2 separate regions of the Mus musculus genome follow, and region 1 is linked to region 2. The links are chromatin contacts, called in public ChIA-PET maps. All regions are on one chromosome and are shown on one strand. Each heading gives the region's core, a stretch centred on a gene start, on an enhancer-like site or on the middle of the called end of the contact. The rest is flanking DNA. Distances are from core to core; before and after follow the strand shown. Region 1 overlaps Atp1a2 (ATPase, Na+/K+ transporting, alpha 2 polypeptide). Region 2 holds the start of Pea15a (phosphoprotein enriched in astrocytes 15A).

Evidence for each region. ChIA-PET counts read pairs in DNA pulled down with a chosen protein or histone mark.
Region 1: an RNA polymerase II ChIA-PET map of neural stem cells shows a contact between it and region 2, with 6 read pairs. The contact joins the enhancer-like site here to the promoter of Pea15a in region 2. A contact is called at or near these places in 15 of 39 promoter capture datasets (the C10 cell line, the HPC-7 cell line, HPC-7-derived erythroid cells and 11 more), 8 of 484 Hi-C or Micro-C datasets (cerebral cortex, cortical neurons, motor cortex and 2 more), 7 of 115 datasets of contacts at active chromatin or transcription factors (bone marrow-derived macrophages, effector CD8 T cells, embryonic basal ganglia and 4 more) and 4 of 9 other capture datasets (adipose tissue, embryonic stem cells, liver and 1 more).

Annotation. Positions count from the first base shown.
Region 1 is chr1:172,267,288-172,273,417 of GRCm38.p6, forward strand. It overlaps Atp1a2 (ATPase, Na+/K+ transporting, alpha 2 polypeptide), which reads right to left. Exons shown (of 23, transcript NM_178405.3): 23 at 4,422-6,130. All of the region lies in intron 1 of LOC115487369 (a long non-coding RNA gene), which reads left to right. Among named protein-coding and RNA genes, the nearest start is that of Atp1a4, 12 kb to the left of the region's middle. Within about 2 kb of position 4,569, at least 21 of the 459 cell types and tissues checked have an H3K27ac peak or open chromatin away from gene starts, as enhancers often do. A contact at or near this core is called in cortical neurons, embryonic basal ganglia and neural stem cells, where this site is marked.
Region 2 is chr1:172,204,489-172,210,026 of GRCm38.p6, forward strand. Pea15a (phosphoprotein enriched in astrocytes 15A) reads right to left here and starts at 2,316. Exons shown (of 4, transcript NM_011063.3): 1 at 2,109-2,316. It overlaps Gm17224 (a long non-coding RNA gene), which reads left to right and starts at 2,495. Exons shown (of 5, transcript XR_865735.3): 1 at 2,495-4,766; 2 at 5,142-5,376. Casq1 (calsequestrin 1) reads right to left here. Exons shown (of 11, transcript NM_009813.2): 11 at 5,406-5,538.

The DNA of each region.
Region 1 (6,130 bases), core at 3,319-5,818, 65 kb after region 2:
GAGAACGTGGACTTTTGAATTACTTACAGGTCAGGGACAACACGCTGCTAACCAGACAAATTATCATTGGGGAGCATATGCTCAGATCTCAGCTGCTGCTGTTAAGGCATGGAAAGCACTACCTAAGAAGGGAGAGGCAAGTGGGCAGTTGACCAAGATTACTCAAGGTGCACAAGAGTCCTTCTCAGATTTTGTGGCCAGAATGACAGAGGCAGCAGGGCGTATTTTTGGAGATTCAGAGCAAGCCGCACCTCTGGTAGAACAACTCATTTATGAGCAAGCCACACAGGAGTGCCGAGCAGCCATAGCCCCAAGAAAGAACAAAGGTTTACAAGACTGGCTCAGGGTTTGTCGGGAGCTTGGGGGACCTCTCACCAATGCAGGCTTAGCGGCTGCCATCCTTCAATCCCAAAAATGCTCTATGGGCAGAAATGATCGGAGGACATGTTTTAACTGCGGAAAGCCTGGGCATCTTAAGAAAGATTGCAGAGCTCCAGATAAACAGGGGGGGACCCTCACTCTTTGCTCTAAGTGTGGCAAGGGTTATCATAGAGCCGACCAGTGTCGCTCTGTGAGGGATATAAAGGGCAGACTCCTTCCTCCGCAGTCAGAGAGGCGACCCAGGAAGACCCACAAGGGTGGAGCCTATACCATCCTTGCCCCCTGGAACCATGGGCCTTATTCTAGGCCGGGGTTCACTCACCTTGCAGGGCTTAGTAGTCCACCCTGGAGTTATGGATTGTCAACATTCCCCTGAAATACAGGTCCTGTGCTCAAGCCCTAAGGGCGTTTTTTCTATTAGCAAAGGAGATAGGATAGCTCAGCTGCTGCTCCTCCCTGATAATACCAGGGAGAAATTTGCAGGACCTGAGATAAAGAAAATGGGCTCCTCCAGAAATGATTCTGCCTATTTGGTTGTAAGGAAAAGGGTTAGGATGTCAAGAGCAAGAAAGGACAGAGCCCATATCACCTAATATCTAATGATTGGGCAGTTTTAGTTACCTCCTTTTCAGGACAAATAGATAACCATTATCCAAAACATCCACTTTTACAGTTTGTCCAAAATCAATCTGTTGTGTTTCCACAAATAACAGTAAGAAACCCACTTAAAAATGAGATTGTGGTATATACTGATGGATCAAAAACTGGTATAGGTGCCTATGTGGCTAATGGTAAAGTGGTATCCAAACAATATAATGAAAATTCACCTCAAGTGGTAGAATGTTTAGTGGTTTTAGAAGTTTTAAAAACCTTTTTAGAACCCCTTAATATTGTGTCAGATTCCTGTTATGTGGTCAATGCAGTAAATCTTTTAGAAGTGGCTGGGATGTGAATAAAAGTTTCCGGGATTGTGCGTTACTTCCATTCAGTATGAGAAATTTACTAGGGCAGCTAATTTGTTAAAAGGTCTTTTTCAGTATATGTTACAGAATTGGATGGCTGAATTTGAACAGATCCTTCGGGAATTGAGACTTCAGGTCAACTCCACGCGCTTGGACCTGTCCCTGACCAAAGGATTACCCAATTGGATCTCCTCAGCATTTTCCTTCTTTAAAGAATGGATGGGGGTGGGATTATTTGGAGATACACTTTGCTGTGGATTAGTGTTGCTTCTTTGGTTGGTCTGTAAGCTTAAGGCCCAAACTAGGAGAGACAAGGTGGTTATTGCCCAGGCGCTTGCAGGACTAGAACATGGTGCTTCCCCTGATATATAGTTATCTATGCTTAAGCAATAGGTCGCTGGCCACTCAGCTCTTATATCCCATGAGGCTAGACTCATTGCACGGGATAGAGTGAGTGTGCTTCAGCAGCCCGAGAGAGTTGCACGGCTAAGCACTGCAGTAGAAAGGCTCTGCGGCATATATGAGCCTATTCTAGGGAGACATGTCATCTTTCAAGAAGGTTGAGTGTCCAAGTGTCCTTCTCTCCAGGCAAAACGACACGGGAGCAGGTCAGGGTTGCTCTGGGTAAAAGCCTGTGAGCCTAAGAGCTAATCCTGTACATGGCTCCTTTACCTGCACACTGGGGATTTGACCTCTATCTCCACTCTCATTAATATGGGTGGCCTATTGCTCTTATTAAAAGAAAAGGGGGATCTGTGAGGAGCCGCCCTCACATTTGCCATTATAAGATGGCACTGACAGCTGTGTTCTAAGTGGTAAACATAGTCTGCACACATGCAGGGGCAGTTTTCCCACCATGTGTTCTGCCTTTCCCGTGATGACAACTGGGCCGATGGGCTGCAGCCAATCAGGGAGTAATACGTCCTAGGTGGAGGATAATTCTCCTTAAAAAGGGATGGGGTTTTGCCACCTTTTTCTCTCTTGCTTGCTTGCTCTCTTGCACTCTGGCTCCTGAAGATGTAAGCAATAAAGCTTTGCCGCAGAAGATTCTGGTTTGTTGCATCTTTCCTGGCCGGTCGTGAGAACGCGTTATTAACAGAAGACGTGTCCTGTATGAGAGTAGCGAGTGTTCTTACCTGCTGAGCCATCTCCTCAGCTCATTTGGTGTTGAGATGCAGTATTGCTTTGAGGTCCAGGCTGGTCTTACATGCCTCCTACCTTAGCCTCTCATGTGAAGAGATTACTGACATATGCCATTAGGCCTACCTAGCTCAAGGATGCTTTTTAAAGACTCATTTGACTGGGTTCACCAATTTAATCCCAGCACTCTGGAGGCAGAGGCAGGTAGATCTGAGTTTGAAGCTAGTGTGGTCTATATCTCTAGTTTCAGGCATGCCAGAACTACACAGTGAGACCTTCTTTCAGAGAAAAAAAACAAAAACAAAAACAATCTTTTTGTTCAACATCTTCCTTTGCGATTGGTATTGAGCTGCTGACTTTCTACCATGTAGGGATGCATTCTTCCTATTTTGACCCTTTAGCTTGTCATCTTCTCCTGGTGAATTATCACATGTCCAGTTCTCTTGGGGAAGGAGTCATGCTGTGTGGAATTCTTCCTGCTGGGTGGAAGCCTGAACTACTTTCTAGCATCGCATCCAACAGAATCTCTTATATGTTGGCCAAGATCCTCTATCAGGCAGTTGCGTCTCTCCATATTTTTTCTTAGTCATGCATCTTGTGTGTATGGGCATGGTGGTCTCAATGAGAATGACCCCTGTAAGCTCATGTGTTTGCGTGCTTGGCTCCCGGTGATGGACTGTTGTGAGGGATGAGGAGGTGTGGCCTTGTTGGAAGAGGCTGGGGATAAGCTTTGGTGTTTCAAAAGCCTAAGCTAGGCCTGATCTCTCTGCAGGGGTAGCTCTGTTACTTCTCCAGCACCACGCCTGCTTCTGTGCTGCCACCCTCCCTGCCATGAGGACAATGGACTGTCCTTTTGAAACTGTAAGCAAGTCCCAATTAAATGCTTCTATTTGAAAAAGTTTCCTTGGTCACGGTGTCTCTTCACAGCAATAGAACAGTGACTAAGACAACGGGTACTTTGCCTGCATGCATGTCTGTGTGCCAGGTGCATGAAGTGCTCACAGAGGGGAAAAAATGTGTTGGGTTACCTGGGACTGAAGTTACAGAAAGCTGTGGGTCAACACATGGATGCTGTGAATCAAATTGAACCCTGTTCCTCTCTGGAAGAGCTCTCAGTGCTCTTTTTTTTTTTTTTTTAAAAGATTTATTTATTTTATATGTAAGTACACTGTAGCTGTCCTCAGACACTCCAGAAGAGGGAGTCAGATCTCATTACGGATGGTTGTGAGCCACCATGTGGTTGCTGGGATTTGAACTCCTGACCTTCGGAAGAGCAGTCGGGTGCTCTTACCCACTGAGCCATCTCACCAGCCCCCTCTCAGTGCTCTTAATCAGTGAGTTGTCTCTCTAGCCACTGTTATGTGCATATAACATAGCATATTATATCCATCCACCCATGCATCCATGCATCCAACCATCCATCCATCCATCCACTCATCTATCCATGTATCCATCCATGTATCCATCCATGCATGCATCCATTTTTCATAACCTAAATTTGAGTTAGTGTTTGGCTTGGTGGCACATACCCGTAGTCACAGCTATTAGGGAGGCTGAGACTGAAGGATCACTTGAGTCCAGGAGTTCTGGACTGTAGTGCACTATGCTGACCAAATGCCCACACTAAGTTCAGCATCAACATGGCAACCTTCTGGGAGCAGGGGACCACCAGGTTGCCCAAGGAGGGTGAAGCAGCCTAGGTCCAGACACAGAGTGGGTCGAATCTTGAATCTCCCGTGCTGATCAGGAGTTAGTGTTTATGAATAAAGAACAAATTGAAGAGAAAAGAAATGCCAGGAATGCCAGTGTTTTGAGGGCAGCCATGAGAATTCTTCCCAAGGAGATGTAATGTCTAATGTCAGTATGAGGCAGGAGAGCCAGGGAAGGAAAAGAAAAGTGTTCTTGGTAGAGAATCCATCAAGAACCCAGGCCCTGAGGTGCGGTCAAAGTAAACTTTAATCCGGGTTTATTCTTAACCATTACAAAGAAAACTGATGTTTTTAAAGACTCCGAGGGAGCAGCCGTCACCCTGACAACCTCTGAGACAAGCACCGTCACCATGACTACAGTGAGAGTTGTAATAAAGGGGCCGGTACACGTCTTGGACTGGGGCAGGCTTTTCATGGTTAGGCTGAGACTTGAGAGTGGGTTGTAAGAGCCAGCGTCCCCCTGTCTCCCATCCCCACCGACTCCTGCAGGAATGTTCACCATCTTGCTCCTCACCTCAGTGCACAGTGTCTCACCTTCTGCCCACCACATGCATGCTCTGCGAAAAGGTCTCAGATACCTACTCAGGGAGACCTCAATGATGTCTGCATTTTACCTCATTCCCTAAAGATGGCGCTGGGTACAGTATACGCTATTGGTCAGCACTGACTTGGCTGTTGTGGCCCCAGAACAAAACCTCTATTCCATGCCCCTAAGATTGGGAGTGGACTGATTTTGTCTGAAACAGAAAAAATAATTGAAATGTCCTTGCCTGTCATGGACCCTTAGCCACTCTTCCCTGTCTTGGACAAACCCTTATGGCTCCCGGTGGGCCTGGCTACGAGGACGAGGATATATAAATTTAACTTTCTCCCCTTTAGAGCATGGTCTGTGGCAGGATTACTTCCCTGCCGCTCGAGTTCCCTTAGCAAGCCAAGTCCTTCCATGCACACATCCAGTACCACAGTCTGAGGGGAAGGCCAATGTTAAGTATAGAAATCAACCATGGGAGCAGTTTCTCTTGTCATTTTTCATAAAGAAATGCAACTTTATTATTTTCAAGTACACATGTACTGCCTCAAACTAATGTCTCACAGAAGGTCGCTAGTAAAGACCTTGTAGACGTTCCTTTAACAGATAGATCAGGGCTGAGAATAATTAGCCGGTGAACTTGCTGATTCTAGAGGGAGATTTCTAAAGTGCTCGAGAAGCATACTCTGAGACTAAGTATACCGCTCCTAACAATATTGTTTATGCTCTTCATTTACCGACCAGATGACTTTATTGATTGTGCGGGAGGTAAACTTTTGTTCAAAGTCAATGATCTCAAATTAATCAGGCCCAAATAAATATGGTGTCCCATTTAGACTTCCAACTGAAGGCCACACATGACTGAAAAAGTTCAAGGTATTTATGGGTAAAGCAAAACTCCACTGTGGTGAGACAGTTGCCCTTGGGAGGCCCGTGGCCCTGGCCTAATGCTTGTCTTTTTCTTTTTTTTTTAATTTATTTACTTTATTTATTATGAGTACACTGTAGCTGTCTTCAGACACACCAGAAGAGTGTTTGGATCCTATTATAGATGGTTGCGAGCTATCATGTGGTTGCTGGGAATTGAACTCAGGACCTCTGGAAGAGCAGTCAACTGATGAGCCATCTTTTCAGCTCCCTAATTCTTGTCTTGACCTTCATATTCCCACCTCAAGCCTTCCAGTTTCCTTGCTGTTTCTCAGTTGCTTGGCTCATTCATCTAGGTACATCTATGCTATGGTTTCTAGGCGAGGCTTAGGGAATGGGCAGCTGTCCGAAGAGCAAAACTGTTAGGTGAAAAGGGAATAAGGAAAGAAAACTCTATTCCATAGGAACCTGAAGCCAGCTTCCCGTCTCAAGGAAAGTGAACACTTCCCTGTGTACAGCGGCCGTGCCATCTGAGAGGCCAA
Region 2 (5,538 bases), core at 1,066-3,565:
GGTTTCCAAGGTCAGCCTAGGAGCAGGGCTCCAAAATGTACATCTAAAAAAACGGAAAAACAGGTTGCCTCTGAGAAGGGGGAGGGCCATGCCCAAGATGGAGGCAGCCAGAGCTAACTGGCCTGGGATTAGGCAGGGCAGAGCGGGGCTTGCTGGTTATGAGCGGGGATGAGCCCTGTGTGACTAGCTAGCTTTCCCAGCTTTCCCCTTCCTGGTTTAGTTTCTCTCTCCCTAGTCATCTTTAGTTTATTTTTCTGCCTCTTTCAGTTACTCTTTTTTTGGGGGGGTTTCTTTTTTGTAATTTTGTCTCCCACCCCTCTCCCACCTGGGAGGACCAAAACCCAGGGCCTTGGGCTTGACAGGCAAGCACTCTACCATTGAGCTAATTCCCACCCCCCTTTTATTCTTTTACTGGGCACTGAGGCCTCCCAGCTCTTCCTGCTCACTCCATTTGGCGGTAGCCATGGATACATTTGAACTTGGTAAGACTCTGTGTTCCCACCTAAGTACCCAGAGCTACCATAAGGAAGGGATGAGCCTTCCGGATGGAAAGAGAGAGCAGCGGCTTGGGAGGGACTGATGCATACTGGGTGGCTACTGACCAGCCGGCGGAGATGGCCATCTTGACAGTGTACATGAAGGTGTGTGTGTGTGTGTGTGTGTGTGTGTGTGTGTGTGTGTGTGTGTGTGTGTGTGTGTGTGTGTGTGTGTGTGTGGTGTGTTACAGTGTGGCTCTGTGCCCTTATGTATGACAGCGTATGTACACCTGCCGAGCACAGGTGTCACACAAGTAGTAGGCGGCCAGGGAAGCTGGCAGCCTAGAGCTTGCTGGCGGTCTCCCCACGAGAGTGTTTAACCGCAAAGGGAAGAGCAATTAACGCTAATCGCTCCTACAGCCTGGGGGGGCCAGACGCACAACCTAGAGAAACAATATACAGCCTGGGGGGCCAAACACAGGAACCTAGAGAAACAAGGCTCCCTAACTTGAGATTCTCGTCCTCTCCAGCACCCTTCCTGTGCCTCTGGCCACCTCTTTCCTTTTCTCTGTGGCTCTCTGGTCAGCTCTCCCTGTCTTCTCACACATTCCTCTCATTCTCTCTCCCCCTGACTTGGGTTCCATCCTTGGCTGACTCATTCTTTTCACCCTCTCCCTGGCTTCTACTCCTTCCTCCATCCTTTGGCCATATTGATGTCCAGGCTCTAGCCACTCCCAGGTACCCTATGCTCTAAACTGGCAGTCAGCAACAAAGGTCACAAGAAGCCCCTCACCCAGGTAAGAGCACAGGCTCACCAGTCCTTGAGGTATTGCCCACTAAAACTGTAAAATCTGGGTGTGTTTGTGGACAGTGGTCCTTTCCACCCACTACTGAACATTCGTGTTAAGACTGATGCTGGTCAAGGAGACTCCACATGGGAGGTAACAAACGGGTTGTGGTGGGTGGGTGGATGCCTAGTGCAGGGGTGTTGTGATTTGGTTTGTATGAGAGGATGTGTGTAAGTCACATGGGTGTGTGTCACTGTGTGGTTGGCTGTCTTTTTTTTTTTCTTAAAGGTGTGTTTCTGTCCCTGTCGGTTTTGACAAGGATTGTTTTAAAAATTAGTGTCTTTATATTGGCTACATCATTCCTATGTATCCCCAGCCCCTTTCCTCTGGGCAAGCTTCCACCAATCCCACTCTCCTCAGATGCAGTAAACTGGGTGTGAGAGTACCCAGACCAGTTGCCTGCTGCCGGAGGAACTGAAGCAGGGCTGAGCTGAGCCTGGACGCCTGCAGAGGCGAGTCCGAAGCTAAAGCGAGGAGGGAGGGGCGGGAGCTGGCCTGGCTCGGCCGGCTGGGCGGGAAGCAGGCTACATCCTAATCCCCAGGCCCCGTCGGACTCCCAAACTGCTGTTCAGCACGGAATGGGCGGATGAAGCCACGCTGCCTGTGACACTCTCCAGTCTCTGGATGCATGGACAGAGAAGGACCCCATGGAGCCTGACACCGTGGACCTGTCTGAATCCTCAAGCTCCCCTATTTGTCCCCTGCGTCCGGGATCGTGACCCTCCAAACCCAGATCCCCAATCTACCTCCTCCCCACGACACATCTTCCCTCTGCCCCTCTCACCGCCTCCGGAGCTGAGAGCTCAGGGTGCGGGCACTCCCGGGTCCCCGGTTCCTAAGCAGCGTCTGGAGCCTGCTCCTTGGCTCCTGCCACCGCTGCCGCCGATCCTGCCGCCGCCGCCTCTTCCGCCCGTGGAGCAGAGCTTGAGCCCAGCACCGCCTCACCCCACCCGACTGGCCGGTGATGTCAGAGCCGGGGAGGGGCGGGGGGCGGGGAGCGGGGAGGAAAGGGGGAGGGGAAGCAGGAGGGGACAGGGACTGGGGACTGGGGTTCTGGAAGGCTCCTAGGATGGGGGCAGGACTGGGATGGAATATGGACTCTTCCCCTTAAACTGTGAGAAGATCCTCGTTTTTTTCCTAATGGGTCACTTTCCTGCCCTCTGACCTTTGGTTGGTCACGATGGCCAGGACCCCTGGAAGGCAGATCAATTTGGATTGGGGGATTTGGAAGACCTATGGCCTCTGGGTTCTCTTAGCTACTTCGCTTTGGTATTTAGAAATCCTATTTCCTAGCCTTATAGATCAGAGACTCAGTAGGAAACGGTCAAGTTTATCCACGCTAGGAATAAAAATGGGACAGGGGCAGGCAGCAACAGGGAAATCTCTTTTACTTGGCCCGGGGCCATGAGCTCTTGTGTATAATAGCAGCTGGACCCCTGAGCACCTCCTGCCTTTCCCAAATATACCCCCACACACGCACCCCCACACCCCCACACACTATGATGTAATTTTATTTTCTGGAGGAAAAAAGCCATGAGCTCAGCATGCAAATATAGACAACAAAGCCACACTTAGCTGTCTCCTAGCTCTGTCCTTCTGCCTAGGCCCAGTGTGATAATTCTCACTTCCCCTACACCTCAGGGACTTTCCTCCTCCAGAGGCTCACTCAGCCGGGCTGAAAGAGGGAGGAGGGAGGAGGGAGAATTGGAGAAGCATCCGATTTTCACCCTACCTCCATGAGGGGCGTCAGCTCAGCTCTGCAAGTGCCTGACCCTGAGAACGGCTTCAATGTTTGCACACCACCAGGAACACCCCATTTTGCCTTCAGGTCCAGCTGATCAGAGACCCTTCCAGAAGCCTAAGATGAGCCCCTTCTTCTGGGAGGAGCAGGTCCTGGTCCTGTGCCTTAGGTTTCATATATAGTTCTTCTCTTTGCTCCTCTTACCCCCAGCCCCACCCCCACCCCCCACATGGCTGCCCATTGCTCCTTTGAGGGTAACTAATATACCCTCAGAAGTTGCTTTTGTTTCTGAGTCGCTGTAGGGTCGGAATCTATCATGTTGACCCATCTTTGAGACACAGAGTGACTGTACACTTTTGCATAGACATACCACATTTACATGAGACAAATGAGGCAGAGCAAAACACAGAGAATGTGGACTTTATACTTATTCTGTTTCCATAGACAAATTAAGTCCATAAAGTTGAGGATACCAGTCTCACTTCATAGGGTTCTTCTGAGAATCAGGAATAATAAAGTTTTTAGGGACTGGTACCAGATAGGTGCAAAAAAAAAAAATCAAAGACATGTAGTCTAGTATCTTTTGATCTATATGAAGTGAATCCCATAATATTTTTATGATGTAACCTAATACCCAATTACCTATTAGTTATCCATTACATGTGATTAGGTCGATTAGATATCTGGTTTCTGCTTTATATACTTCTGTCGCTTTCCCTAAGAATACTTCCTGGATTTGACTGTGGAGAGTGACAACTTTTCTAATCTTAGGACTCATTTTTCTATACTTAGACATCCAATAACTTTGCTCTGCCTTAACAAAAACTAGTAGCATGCATAATATGGTGATATACCACCGTAAGACTTAGAATGTTGAGGCAGGATTATTCCCATCTTCGGCTACATAGTGATACCCTATCCATAAACAACAACAAAGGATGTTTCCTTATTTAGAAGCTTATTCGGGAGTTTGGTCCTTTCATGCTCCCATCTTGTATATGTTTACTCCCACCTGAGCCTGTCCTGCGGAGTACGGGTGCGCACGAGTCCTTTTTATAGAAGCCCAATAGATCTAAGTCTAGGGGATACTCTTGGTTCCAATAGCAATGCCCTCTCATTACGACAACCACTACACAGGCCAGATCCTCCCAAACTTACTCTGATCAAAACAGTTTCTGAAACGGGGTTCCTTGCCTCTGCTTTTACATGACCCCTCCTCCCTAAGTCTATCCTGGCTTTTGCTACCAGATGAAATTTTGTCTTTCCCCAGTTCATAGGATTCAGTTCAGACATCTCTACAGAACAACCCCATTATGCTTACCCAACCTCGTGGCCACAACTTGAATTTCTCTTTACTTTTCAGACCTCTGGTGGGACTAACACACCTTGCTAATGCTTTTGAGGTTTGTTTCTTTGTTTTTGTTTGCTTTGACTGGGATGTCCCTGTCCTAATTCCTTTGCCTCCATTCAAAGCCCATTCTTCAATTGAAGGTCTGGAGAAGGTTTGTTTCCATTGTGGAAGTCACCGAGCCCATCTTCTTGTTGTTGTTTTGTTGTTGATGTGTTTTTTGTTGTTTGTTTATTCTCTAAGACAGGTTTCCTCTGTATAGCCCTGGTGTCCTGGAAGTCGATCTGTAGACAGGGTTGGCTTCCAATTCAGAGAGATCTGCCTGCTCTGCCTCCGGAGTGTTGGGATTAAAGGTGTGCATCACCTCAAACAGACTCCCAAGCCCATCCTCCCTCTCTTCTAGCTTGGTTTTTTTTTTTTTTCATCCTTTCTTAAACAGATATAGGACAGTTCTTTATGTCCCAGGCCTTATGAAAATAGAGAGAAAGTCTGGGTACCTGTCCTCAGGACTCAGTTCAGCAGCTGTGTAAAGATCGGTAACAGTGCACTAAGTTCAAGAATGAGGTCCTCAGGGCGGGCAGTGGGAGCACTGGACGAGACTGCAGGACCATCAGAGTCTGGGGAGACCTCACTAAGGACAGTGGACTCAGTCCTGATGCTCCAATAAAGAGCGGCTGGGAATCAATCACACACTGCTAGGTTATTCTTCGCTTGTCTTGACTTTTCAGGCAGACGAGTCAGCTCAAGAGCAGGGACAGGCCTGGCACACTCTGTTCTTCCAGAGCCCAACAGCAGCAGTGCACAAATGCCATGTGTTCAGAAAAGGCTTGTTGACTCGGGGTGGATACTGCCTGGGGAGAGAGCCCCCAACCCTGCTCATCAGCCCTCTAACTCACTCCTAACAAGGCACAGCACCCACAGTTAAATCTCCTCTTCAACGGTCACCTCCCTCCTCCTATAAGGGTGAGACTTCATCAACAACAGACACTTGCTCATTCTGCCCCAGATTTCTTTATTAAGGCCTTGCATTTGACCCAAATACATTAACAGGAGATGGCTAAGATTATAGCCCCTAACACAGTACCTCCCTTCCTCCTGGCCAGGGTCAGGACAGTGAGAGAGGTT